2 separate regions of the Mus musculus genome follow, and region 1 is linked to region 2. The links are chromatin contacts, called in public Hi-C maps. All regions are on one chromosome and are shown on one strand. The core of a region is the stretch at or near the end of the contact, and the rest is flanking DNA. Distances in the headings are between cores, read along the strand shown.

Region 1 (3,887 bases), core at 1,269-3,768, 370 kb before region 2:
ACTACAAGGAGAATATGAAAGAAAGGCCAGAGGAAGGAAGGCTGGGTACAGATCAGCTTAGCCTGAAAGCTCACTGGGTGAAGAGGTGGAGGGAAAAAAGAGAAAGGGGGGAAATAGAAAGGAAAGGGGGCAGGGAAGAATAGACAGAAAGGAGAAAGGAGTCAGAATCACTGGATAGCAATGAGGACTTTGAATAATCATGCTTGTAGAATTAGAATTTCCTACCTATTAGCAAGTAATTAGCTGAAAGTATTAGCAAGAGATTTTTTTTTTTGAAAAGCACAGGGAGAAAAAGAGGCTTAGGCATGTGTTTATAAGATTATGTGTAGCCGAGATTCATGTGTGTTCTCCCCACTAGCACATTTACAGTGTACTGAAAATATACCTACTGAAAGGTATAGACATGTTTTGTCAGCTTTTTTTTTTAAAAAAAATAATAAGCCAGCTATTTAAACCACGGTACAGAGATCTTTCTTTCTTATTTATATGTATCCATTAAACATAACTATACACTAATCTTAAACTACTCTAGGATAGCTAGAGGATGGGAGACCAAAGCTACAGAAGACAAGTGTCCTTAAGAAATAATCTGAGAAAAGGCAGGCTGCTGATACCTTGCCTAGGGTTTATCCAGGTCAACTGTCAGGCAGAGGAAGAAAAGACTGCAAGCATTTGACAATAGTTTTTTTTTTTTTCTTCTCGCCATAAACTACATCATATTTTCTTATACAGAGTTTTCACAAGTTTTGACAATTTTAATCTTTTGAAAAAAATGCAAAGAATTTTGAAGAATGAAAGAGGAATTAGGAACAAAAAGAAGAATGAAACGTCAGAGAACATCCTAAGCTTCAAACAACTTCTTCATGAATTTTCCACGTGAAACAAGCTGCAGTTCAAATGGGACAGGAATTATTTCAATACTTGTCTTAGGGAAAAATGAGTCTCAAAAGTAGACAAAGTGGCTCTGGAGTTCTGATCCCTGGGACTCTATCGTTCAGGTCAGCAGCAACTAGCCACATCAGGCTATTAAGTGCTGGAAATGTTCCTAGTCCTATTTGCAGTGTGCTGCAAGTGTGAAAACCACAGCAGATCTCAAAGATATAATGCAAATAAAAGGAATGTAAACTATGCCATTACTACATTTTAAAACTAATTACATTATGGATACGTTGGGTTAAATAAGATACTTTGCTGAAATTAATTTCATCTGCTTCCATTTACTTTTCAACATGGTTACCAGGAGAATTAAAATGACTTTTGCATTTTGCATTTAGAGGTTGCATTTGATTTATATAGCTACATGGAGTATGCCATCTCTTCTTTTTCAGAAAACAAGTAAATAAAAAGATCTTCAAAGGAAGATCTGTGTGCTAAAAGTTTGAAGCAAAGTATTTGAACATCCATGGTAAGGGTGCCTCTCCATTTTATTGATCATGTTCAATTCCATTAATAAAGCATCAATCCATACCAAACATTAACAGTAGAATTTATGAAGGTATTCTAGATGTTATGTGGAGCCGAGGTTTGAGATTCAGAGCAGAGCGTTCTCGAACTAGATCCTCATGGATAGAGAACTCTAAGACAGAGTCTTTTCATTAGACATTGGCAAGTCTGCTCTAGGAGCCACAAATGTGGTAGAAGTGAACCTGAGACGTTTTTGGCTGGATTCCTATTTGGTGTCAAGTATTCAAGGGCATTTTGTCATTTGCACAGAAGGAATATTTGTGGGCTGTGATATAAACATATTCAAAAGGACTCCACTCATGAGTTGAGACCTTTGGCTGAGGACATAGGAAGAAACCATATTAAGGAATAGTTGTATAAGAGAAGTATCTTAAAGTAGGAACCAGGACACAATGAAAAAGACACGCCTGAGAGTATCTGTGCTTCTCACTTGAAAGGAACATTGCTCAACAGCACTCATGTGCAGTAACTTAGGGATAATTTATTAAAGCCACTTCTATGAGCTCTATGGAAATACAACTCCATTCTTGGGGAAACAAATGAACCTATTATTTCACTGAGAACACCTCTCATTAGTACTACAGTTTTGACTCAGGAAATATTAATATTTCTATAGTAACAGCTTTGAAATTTAAAAAGCAACAAAGGAAACTTGAAAGATGAGTGTAATTTTTCAAGATTTGAGCCAAAATGTGGGGGGCACACATTTGTATGGTGTATGAAATGGATTTTTACTTGAAAAAAATTCTAGTTCTAGTAGAAATGTGTCAGTTTGAAATTAATAACTGTTTTCCTTCGGTGCAGCCTGTGTAAAGAAACCGCTCCACTTCGGCACAGTTTCCCTTCCTTCCCAGATACATGGAAATTCACGACTGTTGCTGACAAACAAAATACCACAAGATTTGTCATACAAATCACATTATAAGAGGTTCCAAAATCTTGACAACGTTGACAGTTGTTTTCAGCAAATGGCTGCTTTCCTCTGCACTGTCAATGTTGATGTCCTTCTGCACATGTAAAAGAGCAATGTGATTAAGGCAAGCTTGTCCACGCTCTATCTGAGCCAAGTTTCCCGTCTCCGCGAGGCACTGAGAGATTGCTCAGCTGTTGTAGATAAGGCAGGAATAGCTAGCAGATTTCTGCCATTTAAAAAAAAAAAAAAGAAACCCAACGTTCTTTGGGCATGCATTTCTGTAGGAATTCACCAACATCTGCTGCTGACCCAAAGTATCCTATAGAAGTAGCACATTTAATTTGTATAAGCAATTCACAATGACATTAGTCAAAATTCATCGCCTTACAAAAATGATGAGGTCTGCTCACCAAAAGAAGATAGGTTGAAGCTGATTAAGTGTTTATTCTTGAAGTTGTCATTGGAGCTTCGGGCCTCATAACTGTTTGGCCCATCCTAAATTTATTTTCTGTGCATTCTCTAAATTATATTTTACAAGAGAAACTTTTTAGAGAAAGAATAAAGAGCTATGAGATCTTGGTGATTCCACAGAAGGCCTACATTTCACACTTATCTTTTTTTTTTATAGGCTCTCTGAAACTGTTTGATTTTTGGAAGCTAATTTATTCTGGAAGAATTTTGTAGTTGAATTTTAGTGTGATTTAAAATTGTCATATGTGCCATCCTCAAAAGAACATGCAAGATTTAGGTATCTCTTGTTGTCAGGGTAACTTTGAGAATCTGTAATTTCTTTGATTTTTGGACAGTAGCTTGTCTACCATTTTATTTACCAGTGCTGATTTAGAGAATCTACTCTCTGTCTGTATTTGACTTTGTTTCTTTTGAAATATGAGCACAGTTCAGATAAAAATAAAGAACTCTAGTTATTCTGGAGAAGTTGAACCTGCCCCATGGTACAGCATGTGTTGCTTGATTCATCTATTCTCACTCACGGTCACCATCTAGTACAGCTGCATGCATTAACTGTCTGGCTTCTCTTTGAAAATCTTAAGCCACATTCTTGGGAACAGTTGCTTCGTGTTGGTTGAAATTCTCAGTGGCACTTTTTTCCATTCACAGGAGCCAACAGCCTCCAAAGCAGACACATAGTTTCCAAGAACTCAGGCATAGTTCATGATTCCTGAATTTCAAATATTTCTTGTAGGAATCGGAATACCATGTACAATGTCTAAAACCTTTGCACTGGGAATTATAAGAAAAGTGCACATTTATATTGTCAAGTCAGCATACCTGATTTTAAATATTTTCATTCTTATGTCTAGCAGAGGGACAGTTTGAAAACTCACTCATAAAAAATTAATCCAATGGCTGTGAGCAAGCAATTATTTAAAGACATTAGCTTTCAGAAACATCAGAAGGAAAGGGATTGTGAATGGAATTATTGTATGCTTTTACAGAACAGCTCTGTGTTGTCTCATCCAGATTCATAATTTCCTGTGCACCTTTAAGG
Region 2 (3,834 bases), core at 1,315-3,814:
TTCCCTTTTCTCCCTTTGGGACTTGCAATGTCTATTCTATACCACTGTTTGTTGGAAAGTATGGTGAATCTTTTAAATTAAATTTCTTTTAATTTTGATTTTATAGAAAATTAGGGTAAAAAGAATGCCACCAGTCCTCAAAAGGAGTGTGAACTTTATGCTTTTAAACAATGTTGAGACTGTGCTAAACTATGGGGATATTCTAAGTTGAACTGAATACATATTTGCATTATGATATGGCTATAAGCCTATGGAGGCCAGGGAGTGGAATGTGGAGGTTTAAATAAGAATGACCTCAAATATATAAGCTTATATATTTAACTGTTTGTTAGCCAAGGAGTGGCACTTGTAGCCTTGTTGAAGAAAGTGTGTCACTGTGGGTTAGGTATGAGGTTTCAAATATTCAAGCCTGCTCCAGTGATTGTCTCTTTCTGCAGCCTGCTGATCCTGACGAAGCATCTGCCTGCATGTCAACATGCTTCTACATGACAAGTGACTAAACCTCTGAAAGTACAAGGTGGCTCCAACTTAATGTGTTCCTTTATAAGAATTGCCATGCTCATAGTGCGTCTTCACGGCAACAGAATACAGACTAAGACACAAAGTGTGCATTGATTGCTTAAACACACACACACACACACACACACACACACACACACACACACACACACACACGAGACAGAGACACTTGAAAAAGCACTTCTATTTGTTGAAGATGTGGCAGACCGCTTGCAATGTTTTGCTTCAGGCCTAGTGTTTTCTGGGATTTCATCTCCAGGTTCTACATTTATGGCTTTGCCCTCTCACAGATGACAGGTTTGCTCAAGTGAGAGGAAAATAACTTAGGTGAATCCATATATTAATGAAGGGTAAAGGGATAAAGCTAGTAGTCTATGTTCAAAGTACTATGGTTTTAATTTTAAGTGTCTTTGCTCTCAGACACAGGCATAATTAATCCAAAAATTGATGCCCCTGAACTCCTTTGGAAAGTTTTCTCTGTATCTAGGCATTTTTTCAGTCAGCAAATTTCTGGAAGTTTGACATCAGTGAGTTCTCACAGGCCTTCCATACTTTGTTGTTGTTTATTCCACTTGACGAATTTATAACATGAGGTCACACTCTATCCATGAAGCTTTGCTTTCCATCTGTTCTCCATCTTTACTCTATTATTAGTCCAGGCTTCTGGGATTTTGATCCTGCTTCATTTCCAGGACCCTTGTTGACGTCAGTGAGCACCCTAGGCAGAGGACTGCATGGTAATCAGCATGGCTCCACAGACTGTCTACAGAAGAACGCTTGGTCTCTGTGATACTGTGCGTTCGTTGGATGAACTCCTGCTTACTTCCTATGAGCAGTGGAGCTCACACCGAATGTTTAATGCAACCTCCAGTACAGGATGATATACTTGCTTCACCACCTATGTGTATTGACTTTCTGCTAAAAGGCTTTTATCATAAATTTAAAGAATTACCCAAATACATCTCAGGCTGTTGCTGAGAATGCAAGGTTTTTAACTATGTTTCTCCTACATTGATTTCAGTTAATATATTTTAACCACCCCCTTATTTTACTATGCCTTTTAATTTGTTATTCATTTGTTTCAAACCAGAACTTTACAGAAGCACTCTAGACCCACAGGAACTGAAATAGTTTGCTTTCATTATCTGGTAGACCTTCTCGAGTCAGTAGCCCTGGCAGAAACCACAAAACTGTACAAACTGGCAACTGTGGGTTTGTCTGTTCTCTATTGATTCTATTTCTAGAAACACACACACACACACACACACACATCAATGAATAAGCTATGTGATGGTACTCTTTAAGCTACCATCAGAAGGGGAATAGGGACATTTTGCAAGCAGGTCAGGATGGGACCTAAGGTTTTTAATTTGCATTTATGCATGGATTTTGATAGCAGTTCTACAACCTGATTTGCCGAAGTCTATTATTTCTAAATATGCTATTAAAATTGTGGAGCACCATGAATCAAATTGTTTAAAATCTAATAAGCTTCATAATAAAATGCTCATATTGACTAGTTTGAATACTTACTTTTTTTTTTCTTCTGAGAACTGCAAAGCAACTCCACCATAATTTTTTAAGGGAAAAATGCACTTATATATTTTTAAAGACTGAGAAGCTGTGACCCTTGAATTGTTCTCCTCTGTGATCTATCACTATGTAGAGTGTTATTTACTTAATAATTTTATTAATTAATTTTGTTATATTGCATGCCCTAGTGAAAAAATTCTGAGTTTGGCTTTAATAGCTGTGTGCCCTTGGACCTTTCTTTTCTCATCCATTAAATACTAAATGATCAAAAAACCTCTAGTGACTGTCCTAATATGCAAATTCAAAACCAGTCTTTGACAGCACAGGAGAAATATCTATAGTGGAAAAGATCATAGGTAGTGGAGAACAGAATACTGTGAAGTACACACATGCCTTCATACACATATACACGTTCAACAGAAAAACCAAAATAGCTCCTCTCTCCTCCTCCCCCAACAATGACAATGCAGCCATCTGTTGGATGTTCCACTTCACTTAGCAGCTGCTCTCAGATACAGAAATCTGCATTCCTGCAGCTTGTGTGGTATGCGGGCAGCATGTGTGGGTACTAGAATTTGACACTCCCACCCAAAGGAATGGCTTTCATTGAATAAAAATGATCACAGGGGCTTCTTATTCTCCCACCTCACAAATGCCTGTTTCCTGACCATTGGTATTTGGGCTATCTCTACTCTTTTGTCTATTAAAATGACTGTCTTAGACATTTCACATCAAGCAAGGATCTAAAATTGAAGAGGGCACTAGGGAAGGGGTTTAGTAAAACTCGTGGCCTGCCAGAAACTCACTCATGAAGAAGAGGGAGCACAGCAGCTGGAACATAAACTTCCATATGACTTTTATTTTGCCCATACCCCCAGCAATGTACTTAAGTACTGAAGAATAACCATTGTTGAAGTGGAATGTAGGAGGCTTGAAAAGCAGCATTAATCTTAACATCAAACTTGGAGAAAATATACACAATGAACCTAAAATAAAGCATAAAATGAACTTTTCTGAATAGTCCCCTCCACAGACCATCTTTCCCATGCTGACATTTGTCTTATGCATATATGTTATATAAAGGCATGTCGTTTTATTTTTTTGTACTTATAGAGGTTGTGAGGAACAGCAGTTACAATCACAAACAAGAAAGTGTTCTGCAGTCTCTCGAAGAGAACCTTGTATAAAATTGGATCCTCTTTTGAGTGCATAATTTAGGACATTTGTTACAAGATTACTGTGGTTTTCTATAAATGTTAGTTTGCTGTATTATTTTCCATGAACTAGTTTTCCAAAACGCAGAATATTTTGCCCCCAAAACATGGAAGCACTAAAGCTCGATGAGACTCTGATTCATGGGGTGTCACCCAGAAACAGCTGGTCAGCCATCTGCAGCCCCAGAGTCCTCTTATTCTTACTATATTCAGCTAATTCTTTATGGAGAGGGGAGGAAGACACATAAATCCTGGGAGAAAAGGCATGGCTTGTGTGAGAAATGAGGACTGACTTGTGCCAACGAAGGGCTGGTGGCCTGATGTGCTAATTGGGAAGGCCTCCTCTCATGCACACTAGACTCACAACTCTTCACTACGTTTGCACTATTTTCTTTGCATCCTTTTCTTTGGAGAAGGGAAAGAAATGATGATATGCCATTGATTGTTTTGTGGGAATTGGTCCAGATGAAACCTCCCTCTGGAGACATAACCAAACATTTCAAAGCAGTCCTGAGTGTGCAAGACCAAGGACAAGCCTGGTATTCTGACCTGTGTGCTTGTCCTCTCA

Evidence for each region. A called contact is a pair of places that touch in the nucleus more often than the background predicts.
Region 1: a Hi-C map of forebrain shows a contact between it and region 2, with 5 times the contacts expected there. The contact joins two enhancer-like sites. A contact is called at or near these places in 1 of 15 datasets of contacts at CTCF or cohesin (large pre-B cells), 2 of 484 Hi-C or Micro-C datasets (cortical neurons and forebrain) and 1 of 115 datasets of contacts at active chromatin or transcription factors (large pre-B cells).

What each region holds. Positions count from the first base shown.
Region 1 is chr13:83,480,117-83,484,003 of GRCm38.p6, reverse strand. No RefSeq gene overlaps it. Among named protein-coding and RNA genes, the nearest start is that of Gm33317, 22 kb to the left of the region's middle. Within about 2 kb of position 2,518, at least 12 of the 459 cell types and tissues checked have an H3K27ac peak or open chromatin away from gene starts, as enhancers often do. A contact at or near this core is called in cortical neurons and forebrain, where this site is marked.
Region 2 is chr13:83,110,416-83,114,249 of GRCm38.p6, reverse strand. The region is part of intron 1 of Gm33073 (a long non-coding RNA gene); the gene reads left to right. Among named protein-coding and RNA genes, the nearest start is that of Gm33073, 8.2 kb to the left of the region's middle. Within about 2 kb of position 2,564, at least 69 of the 459 cell types and tissues checked have an H3K27ac peak or open chromatin away from gene starts, as enhancers often do. A contact at or near this core is called in cortical neurons and forebrain, where this site is marked.